Regions from separate parts of the Ostrinia nubilalis genome. Here region 2 is linked to region 1. Evidence: chromatin contacts called from public Hi-C data. All regions are on one chromosome and are shown on one strand. Each heading gives the region's core, a stretch centred on a gene start, on an enhancer-like site or on the middle of the called end of the contact. The rest is flanking DNA. Distances are from core to core; before and after follow the strand shown.

Region 1 (5,156 bases), core at 1,395-3,894:
ATTCAATGTATGTATTAATGATTGAAGTACTATGAAAATGTAACTAACATTCACCATTCTTTTACTCAGTCTTGGTGGAAATATGTTTTATTGAGCAAAAAATACTCGAAAGAATAGATTTTTTGAGGTACTCAAATTGTACCCTTACAAATAATTGAGATACTATGTATCTGTTTAATTACTTTAGATTTAAATAAAATATCCAATTCTTTGGTGAGATAGAAAACCTAAATTGCAAATATCCATCAAAGATATAACACCAATTAATAAAGGACCATCATGCTGACAAAATTTTAAGGTACTATTTCCAATACATGATGTAACATCAATATTCTACAAGATCTTTTTCCTTGTACATACAGAAGCAATACACAATAGTTCAAAACTAAAGTTAACCTTTGTTACTGATGTTGTTCTGTTCATTCCACACTCGAACCAGTTCGTCGTGGTCATGATATCCGTGGGACGCTATGACGTCTCTGTATCCTTCTTTATCGTACTTCTTCTTGTAGAAATGAAACCGAGGACAGTGCTGCGGCACTAAGCCCACCTTCTTCGCCAGTATGCCCAGGTAAATGTCATCGAACCTGAAGTGCTTAACGAACAGACTCCCAGCATACATGGTCTTCATAGATTTGTTTGACACAACGTAAGCTCCGGCCGTCACGTAGCTCGGCCATTTGCTCCAAGGGTACTCCTCCAACGAAACCCTCCATTTACTCGTAATAAATCGCTGCGGAGTGCTCTCGAATACATAACCGGCGTACAATTGCTCGTTACCGTGTCCAGTACTGGTTGGCACTGGCTTATCGTGCACATAATCCAACAGGTTGTTGACTGATATGTACATATCGTCGTCGGTAAATAAATAATAATCCGCCGTGTTGCAGTGTTCGTACACCCAGCGGAACGACATCATAGTCTTTATGGTGTTGTTGTAGTAATTGTCGCGGAAGTCTATCTGGATGATATCCTTGAACTGGACCATCTCCTCGTCGATTTTCTTTTGCGTCTCCGATTTGGGGTAGCTTTCGTCTATACCAACAAAGAATAGACTTTTGACGATGCGGCCTGGAATCAAGTTTTCTTGGCCATACGTTAGACGCACCGCGTTTCTGTGGCCGAAGTGGTCCATCGCCGATTTGATTACTATAAACAAATCCAGCTTCTCTACGGTATTGCACTTTCCGGAGTTAGTCAGGAACCTGTATGGGTAATAGTTGATCGGTGGAACACTCGGCTTCTTCCCCGCCATGACTTCCTGCAGTAGCGGTTGTATGTCCATGTTGAGAGGATAGTCGAAGCCATCTTCAATTCTTCTAGCATTCACATAATCGTTTATGCCTAACAAATAGTAGACACTGATAACTACACACACGCACAGCAAAAGTTTGTATTTTCTCCTTTTGAACGACATCATTGTCACGTTCTTGAGATTCTTTTCATTACTGGACATGGACCTGAAAATATATTATTTATTTAGGAAAACCAGGGTTTTACAGTGTATAATAATGACAAGATAGGCAACAAGAAAACCAGTATAAGTTTCCAAAGGTAAAAACAATTTAAACAATTAGTGAGCCTTTGCACCAGGATTACTACTTCATCCATCATATAGGGTTTAAAAGTTTATACAATTAACAATACATACTTAAATTAAACACTATTTATTTACTAATAATTAAAAATTTAATATACATAAATAAATACACAAAGAAGAAAACAACACATTATAATTGTGTTGTTTTATATAAACTTATAAAAATCCTAAACCACTTTTCCAGATATTTATTTACCTATTGTTAGTCATGTAGTTTGTAATTTTGTTGCTACCAATGTAACATTGAATTCAAAAGTTTTTCTTACAAGAAATTCTTGTAAAGTATAATACAACACAAAAATAGACATGACCACCAAATTTCAACAAATAATGACGATGAAATGATTACGTATTCTTAAACATAACCTCGACTCACCATATGCCGGTCTTATCTTCTTGTCTATTTGATAAAATATTACGGTTGATAAGGTTATGCTACAAGTTACAAGGCAAGTTATTATTCCGACTCCTACAGACTACACACTAATGCCACAATGCACAGAGCAATACATTTTATTTTGTTATTTTAGTGACAGTGCATTGCATCTTAAATGGAGGGTAGTTGGCAAAACTACCAAAAACATATCACAATCATTTTTAGAGTAATGGTTAATAAATAATTATATCTTTTAAATTATGCGAAAATGTGGATGCTCCTTCTTGAAAAGCTTCAATATGTTGGCAAGAGTACCACAGCTGATATAAATTGTCGATCATTCTAGAAATTAAGTTGGAGCCTTTCTCGACAAATGCTCCTTGGATATAAATATTGTTTTTTTTTTTCTCTCCTTTATATCTACAATCGGCTATCCCTAGCCATATTAATTAGAAGAGATCTCGGAGCGGATTATTTGATTGCTATCCCATTAAATAGCACCATCTATTGGTAGAAGCACTTCACTTACTTTCATCTAGCTAACTCAAGGATGAAGATGAGAAATATTGAATGCAATATTTACCTAGAGTGAAGTATCCACAGTAGAACTGATTGACACTGGAGGCAGATAGTGGCTGCGGATCTGGCTGTGTAGTCGGGCCACCTCGCCGTCAACGCTCTCCATCTTGCGGATCAGTTGTGTGAACTGTACCAAACCTATAAAGATAAAGAAAACTGATAATTGCTGAAGTTGATAATAAATTGTATCTCATGCAGAGTACTTCAATCACATTCAAAGATTAAGTTTATTTTACAGGATTTCTAGCTGTAAGTACTCATGCACTTCATGAAAAAATTTACTATTTAAGATCTGTGATTCTCGTTAAGTTTATTTTATTTATTACTACTGCTACTCACATGGGAATACTCGAAAATAAATCAGTTCACTTTCAAATTAAATTTTTTAATTAGAAGCTGGAGATTCAAGTGGATAAGGTTCTAGCATAAATTAAAATAATATTTTAAAGACTCGCCTTCTCTAGTATTACTGAAGCCATGATGTTTAATAGTTTCCATTTCGATCTGAGCCACAATCGGGAACACAATCTGCATCATCTTAAGCATCTCATTCCCTGCTGCCTCCTTAGCTTCGTCCAGCTTGGGCGAGTAGTCCGGGCTCTCGAGCGCGTCTATGACCTCGCTCAGAATCTGACGGACTTGCTCCACGGACAAACTTTGCGGGAACGCCATCGTATCGGCACATACATTTAGGGTCTGCAAAGTTCAAGTATGCAGCTAAAACACGTTGGCGATTGGAATACTAAGGCGTAATAAATAGTTATAGGTGTATGCAACGCTAACAGTAGGGCCTTGCAGTCACAGATTAGGGAGTCTTGCAGTTATAAATAGAATAATGGAAGCAAAAAAGGAAATAACCTCTTACTTGACAACTAAGTATGGCAATACAATTATATTTGGTACAGCACAAAGTTTTTTAACTATTTACATAGTACAAAGCCAATGGGATAGAGATTTTATTACACTTTTTAGGATATGAGTCACATTTATCGTGAAAAAATACGGAAAGAAGATTTTAACTCCCATACAATTTGTCAACCAACAACAACTGACACTTGACAGATTAATATGCCAATTGCCAAGGTTCAAGCCCGGCCAAGCCAATGAATGAATGAGCCAAGGCCAAGGGTTCGATTCACAGATTAGAGAGTATGTCGATTCTGTTTCCTCTTGTAAGAATTAAAAAGACAAGTCATCAGTTTTTTTGTATTAGCGTTTTTCATAGCGTTTTTAAACGCTATTTGTAATAATTAATCATTCATTTTGTGCTGATAAATAATGACCCCCTTTTTTATGAGTTTCAGCTTACTGTATTTCCTTGATGAGTTTGTTATAGTGACTTGGCTTATTGGAGAACTCCAAAGCCGTAAACCTACAAAAAAAATGACTTGTCTGACATATGTCACTAACTAATGTCAAAAAACTCAAATTTCCACAAGTGTTTGTTGTTTTTCTGAGTATATTTTCAAAAACAGCTTTATTAGATTTGGTTGGTTGTCGCTTAACGTTTCTCAATCACTCTTTTCCTGTAATAAACATATATAAATTAAGTCATAAACAACTGTCGTCAGTAAGTACAAAACTTAATTCTTTTTTTTTTCTTTGATCAAACTTGACCAAATGGAAACTAAAAATCAACTTTTCTTTGTGAAAGTTATTTGAATAGATATACAACAGTCCTTATCACATATTATTATTAATCATTAACCTACGAAAAACTGTACAATAAATTAGTTTCTTTGTGTAAGGCTACTATAAAATAAATTTCTTGTAAGACCTTATAAAGGAAAATTATATTATAATCTGATATTGTTATGATAATTTTATACTTATCAGACAAATGTTATTAGGTTTCAATCATTACCAGAGAAAATATCCCAAAAATTGGAGTGTGGCTTCTGATCCACAGGGTTTTTTTATTAGTAAGCATACTGCACGAGTAGTTTTCAAACAAAGTGGTTTAGCAGTCCAAATGAGGTCAATTCAACCATACTGATGATCTGTGTCTATTACAATTTTTTTTAATCTGGATTTCTAGTTCCGTGGTATTTCAAAGTTACAAAGTTATTCCAATATGCAGATAATATTTCTCAATTGTGTTTCTTATCAATTAGTTGATATCAAGCACATGAGTCACATTTTTAAATTAAACAATCTTTCCTGAAACCTATTACTCTATTTAAGTATATCTTTAAATCTAGTTTTCTATCTAATCTTAAATAATGTAATTAGGTTTCATTGTGAAACTATGCTCATAATATAATTTGTATTTTATTAAGATAAAAGTGAATGAGTATTGAATATCCACAAGCAGAATGCAGCTGATCTACTCTCTTTTATTTGACTACCTATGTACCTGAGGTTCACAATAAAGATATTTTGAATTTTACTACCAAATACTTTTTAAATTCATAGACAATGGAGAACGAGGAAGAAATAGAGCGGCCACCGAGCGCGCGCCGTACGTTTACGCTGCGACATGGCGCGGCTAGGCAGGTGGCCATCAACTTCATGCCGTCGCGGCAGCTCTCCTACAGTAAGTAATATGAACTGAGTACCATAGACAATGGAGAATCAGGAAAAAAGAGAGAGGCCACAGAG
Region 2 (5,156 bases), core at 1,513-4,012, 130 kb before region 1:
GACTCCATTGTTCCTGTAGTTCTTCGTTTCACTTGTTTTATTGCACGTAACGACGCATTATCCAAAATATCGGAGAACATTTCCTTAGTACGACTGAATCGCGACTAAACTAGCTACGCGGCCGATGTTCGTTTCTGGGCATATCGCGGAGACACGCGCCACGCCCCCGTTTCACATCTATTCCCTTCTATGATCTGAGACCGAAACTATGTTAAGTTATGCTACAATAAATAAAATAACCATTACATTACAGATAATAATTAATGTTTATTATCCATAAAGATAACAGACTTTCAAGTGAAATACAAGTACACTACAGTCTACAACTAACACTAGACATAAACATATTTTAACATCCAGACAAATATTTCAAATAAATTAAGAAGTTAACAATAATTTATGGCATTAGAACATAAAATATATTAATAATAGTTTCACTATTTTCCATGACTATTTATTGATTTGGTAATAAATTATAAGTAATTATAATAGCTTAATAACTAAATTATACTTGTTGTTTTATTTCTCCTTCTATTTAAAATTTAATTATGTTTAAGTTATGTAGGACTACAATAATTTCATAACATAGTACTCTCAATAAGTCCAAACTTTTTCAAAACTTCTAAATCCCAACTAATCCCAACTAATATTATAAATGCGAAAGTAACTCTGTCTGTCTGTCTGTCTGTCTGTCTGTCTGTCTGTCTGTCTGTTACGCTTTCCCGCTTAAACCTCGCAACCGATTTTGATGAAATTTGGCATAGAGATAGTTTGAGTCCCGGGAAAGAACATAGGATAGTTTTTATCCCGGTTTTTGAAACAGGGACGCGCGCGATAAAGTTTTTCTGTGACAGACAAAATTCCACGCGGGCGAAGCCGCGGGCGGAAAGCTAGTAATAAATAAGTTCATCTGATTAAATCTTTTAGTAAAATATGCAATTTTTTCTTATTAACATTAAAAAAATATAGTAAAATAGAAACATCAATATAATTGAATGTCATAAACTCTGAAAACCAACTTATTTATCACCAGTCCTGAATTCAATAAGATTCAATAAAAAATAAATTAAAATCTAAAATAAATGCCTCGTTGTCATTAGTAAGTAAAACAAATCTGTAATATGGAAGTAGTAGATCAGGTTACTTAATCCTTATTGGTATTTAACTAGAAAATCATTTGACATCATCCACAGAGAATGATACATACTCGTCATGTCTGTGAACAGGCGCTGCTTTCGGGGACTGGTCAATCCAAGTTATTCAAATTTATGTATGCGAGTCATTTCTACTAGTGCCTTAATATGTAAGTCTAGATATTAGCACGTCACTACCTTGTTTAATATACCACGCAATCTTGTATACCCATTCTTATGATACACCATACAAGAATGCATGGTAAATTCAGTGAACTGCTCCTGAATCGAATGTACCTACTACTACTATTTCTATTTATTTATATTAACCGGCAGACAGTGGTGACTGAGTTTGTTGCGGCGCTTCTTCTCAGCACTTGCCAAATGTTGGTCTCGAAGCGCTGGTAGGGTAAAAAGATTATGAGACATGTAGAGGCTCCAAGAGCATATGACGATTTGTAAGAACTATTTATTAGTCTAAACAAATAAAGAAATTTTGACTTTGACTTTGACTTTGACACTACATACAATCCCTGTAGAATGTGAATAAATATGTAAGTACATAGTTCAAATTACAATGCATCAAAAATTTAAAACTTCCCTTAAATATTGTTTGATTAATATTATTATATTGTCTACTCTTCATCCCGCTTTAATCCCTCTCTGGGTAATACTGGACCAAGGTCTTGGACAACTCCTCAGCCAGCTCCTTCGTACCAGCACAAAGCACCCTGCGCGACAGAATGTCAAAAGGGCCACCGGCAGGATCTATGACCACTCCTCCAGCCTCTCGCACTATAATGGTCCCAGCAGCTACGTCCCAGGCGTGAATCCCAAACTCAAAGTTAGCATCCGCTGCTCCCATTGCTACCATGGCCATGTTCAACGCCGCCGAACCCAAAGCTCGCATGCCCTGAGCTTTAGAAATGATTTGATCAAAATTTTCCCGCACAACTTTCATTTTATCCGCATCACGGCTTGTGCCAGCTTCGAAAGCAACTAATGCTCCCTTCAGTTCCTTAACCTTTGACACATGAATGATTTGATCGTTAAGATACGCTCCTTGATGCTTCAAGGCAGTAAATAGTTGATTCATAATTGGGTTATAAATGATCCCCATCTCTGGCACCTTGTTAATGAGCAGGCCGAGAGAAATGCAGCTATGAGGAAACCCATGGACGAAGTTAAGAGTACCGTCAATAGGGTCGAGGACCCAGGTCGGCTCGTCAGTGAGAACCACTCTGGCACCTTCCGCGACTGATTCTTCGCCGATAAACGCGTGATGAGGAAATTCCTCTTTTAATTTGGACAAGATAGTCGTCTCTACCGCTTTGTCCACTTCAGTTACCAAGTCGATGTCGCACGACTTCAATTTGTAATCCTTGCATCCCTTGACATGCTCAGTTATAAGTTTTCCTGCCGACTTTACGATCTCTAAAGCTACCATAAAGTAGGTATCAACCATCGACATGTTGAATTAAATTTGTCTTTTAGGTACCTGATTATGAAATTTGAAATCCGAAGGTGTGCCTGTTGCTTCAAAGGGGAGGACCTTCCACCAGGGAATTTTATTCGCAAATGGGATAAAAACAAACAAGATTTTCGCACATCACGAATGTGTTTGACACTAACGACACGACAATTTAACAATTTTGACATTTTGTATGATATACGTCGCGTTGACAACTTTGACTTTGTTTTTTTTTTAATGTACAGTTAAGCAATGATATCAACAACCACATTTCAAATTCTATCTGACATTATTGGGTACTTTTTTATTCCTGATTCTTTAGTTAGTTCTTACCTTAGAGATCTAACCAATTCCTCTATGGTTCTAACCGTAAAGATATTACTAGAGATGAAACGGATATCCGGTAACTATCCGGTAGGCCGGATATCCGGCCTAAATTCGGCCAGATACCGGATAGTAACTCGAGTGCATTACCCCAGCAAAATTTTTATATAAATTTTGGGCTTTAGAGTCTAGAGTATAGCAGATAATTAGTCCATCGTGAGCAGAAATTTGTCCACTAATAGCAAAATTCGTTCAAATTATAGTTTTAAAGTTATCAGGAAAAAACAGATTTTGCTGCGGTAACGTTTCAAACATTACCCTGACAAATCTTTTTTTTAAGTCGTTCTATCCCGGAACCAAATACATTGATAGATAGCTCTTGTTGCGTAGTAATTTGTCCACGAATAGCAAAATTTGTTCGTGTTCCGGTTCTCAAGTTTTTTAGAATTTTGCTGATGTGCATGTGGATTGAGTGATCCTTGCTTCAATCTTAACAAAAATCGAGGAAGTTTTACTTAAAATATGTTAAAACATTGCGATGAAGTTTAAAAATTTGTTAAACCTGAGATAAAAATGTTATGGTCAATAAATAGGAGCACTCATACCGCACGCATTAAGAAAACGTCAAAATGTTTATTTCAGAAAATAAAGCCTTTCCACTTCTTTTTATAGTATTGAAAAATTGTTAAGAATATGTTAAAACTATTAACAAATTCCGAAATCCCTTGCACGTCCCGTTCCAAAGTTATGCGATTATTTAGGATCACTCACACCGCACACGGGCCGTATGAGTGCTCTTCAAAATCATGACTATTTATTAATAAATACGTTTTATTTCTGTTGGGAAATGTGTGCAAACTGACGAGCGAATTTGTTAAAGAAAGAGTGTGACAAAACTTAAAAGCTGAAGGAAGAAATTAACCTTTATTCTTTCCTCCAATATGCCGTGTGAGTGATCCTTACTTTTACCTCTATCTGCTCATATGTAGTTCGTAGGCAGACTGAGATAGTATCTAAAATTGTTAATCGTTTTTAACAATAACTTGGCATATAATTTGCTTTTATTAAGGCCATAATTTAAGAAATATCAGGCTTAGATGATTCCTAAAGGAAAATGTTGATTAGGGTACGTATGATTTTTTATTTTGAGAGACTGTTTCGACTCATCAGAAGTTTTCCTAAGGACGTTTTATCTATACTTATAATAGGTACATCTGTAGAGAGGTCAATTCTGTACATGAAATATATTTTCAAAATAACTATCAGGGGGTGATTAGTGATCGATACTGATGCCAAAAATGCAATCAGTAAAATTTTTGTCTGTCTGTCTGTCTGTCTGTCTGTTAACATAGAATCCTATCCTACTAATATTATAAATGCGAAAGTTTGTGTGGATGTCTGGATGTTTGTTACTTTTTCACGCAAAAAACTGCAGAACGGATTTTAATGAAACTTTACAGTATTATTGTTTATAACCCAAAATAACATATAGGCTATAAAATTTATGACGATATATGACAAACTAAATTTCACGGGGGTGAAGCCGTGGGCAAAAGCTAGTATAATATAAACAGGACACAAAACACCTAAAGTATGTAGGTATGTCAAGTAAAACAGAATGTCTAGAAGACTAGTTAGCCAATAGGAATAAAATATAAACAGGACACTTAATACATATTAGATTGCATTGGTTTTGCATTGTCACGTCTGACGAATCGGAACAGTCTCACAAAATAAAAAATCATATGTACCCTAATCAACATTTTCCTTTAGGAATCATCTAAGCCTGATATTTCTTAAATTATGGCCTTAATAAAAGCAAAATATATGCCAAATAATTGTTAAAAACAATTAACAATTTTAGATACTATCTCAGTCTGCCTACGAACTACATATGAGCAGATAGAGGTAAAAGTAAGGATCACTCACACGGCATATTGGAGGAAAGAATAAAGGTTAATTTCTTCCTTCAGCTTTTAAGTTTTGTCACACTTATTCTTTAACAAATTCGCTCGTCAGTTTGCACACATTTCCCAACAGAAATAAAACGTATTTATTAATAAAAAGTCATTATTTTGAAATACGGCCCGTGTGCGGTGTGAGTGATCCTAAATAATCGTCATAACTTTGGAACGGGACGTGCAAGGAATTTCTGAATTTGTTAATAGTTTTAACATATTCTTAACAATTTTTCAGTACTATAAAAAGAAGTGGAAAGGCTATATTTT

What was found. Hi-C and Micro-C count contacts between places; a contact is called where the count stands out from the background.
Region 2: a Hi-C map of whole body shows a contact between it and region 1, with 4 times the contacts expected there. The contact joins the promoter of LOC135074367 here to the promoter of LOC135074363 in region 1. A contact is called at or near these places in 2 of 5 Hi-C or Micro-C datasets (both in whole body).

What each region holds. Positions count from the first base shown.
Region 1 is chr9:1,502,103-1,507,258 of ilOstNubi1.1, reverse strand. It overlaps LOC135074363 (protein C10-like), which reads right to left and starts at 2,644. Exons shown (of 2, transcript XM_063968623.1): 1 at 2,560-2,644; 2 at 1-1,460. The coding sequence starts at 1,456. The coding sequence ends at 392. LOC135074792 (transmembrane channel-like protein 3) reads left to right here and starts at 3,962. Exons shown (of 15, transcript XM_063969172.1): 1 at 3,962-4,125; 2 at 4,971-5,091. The coding sequence starts at 4,974.
Region 2 is chr9:1,635,795-1,640,950 of ilOstNubi1.1, reverse strand. LOC135074367 (inositol monophosphatase 1) reads right to left here and starts at 2,762. Exons shown (of 1, transcript XM_063968632.1): 1 at 1,623-2,762. The coding sequence starts at 2,604. The coding sequence ends at 1,786. LOC135074368 (a long non-coding RNA gene) reads right to left here and starts at 889. Exons shown (of 2, transcript XR_010257821.1): 1 at 208-889.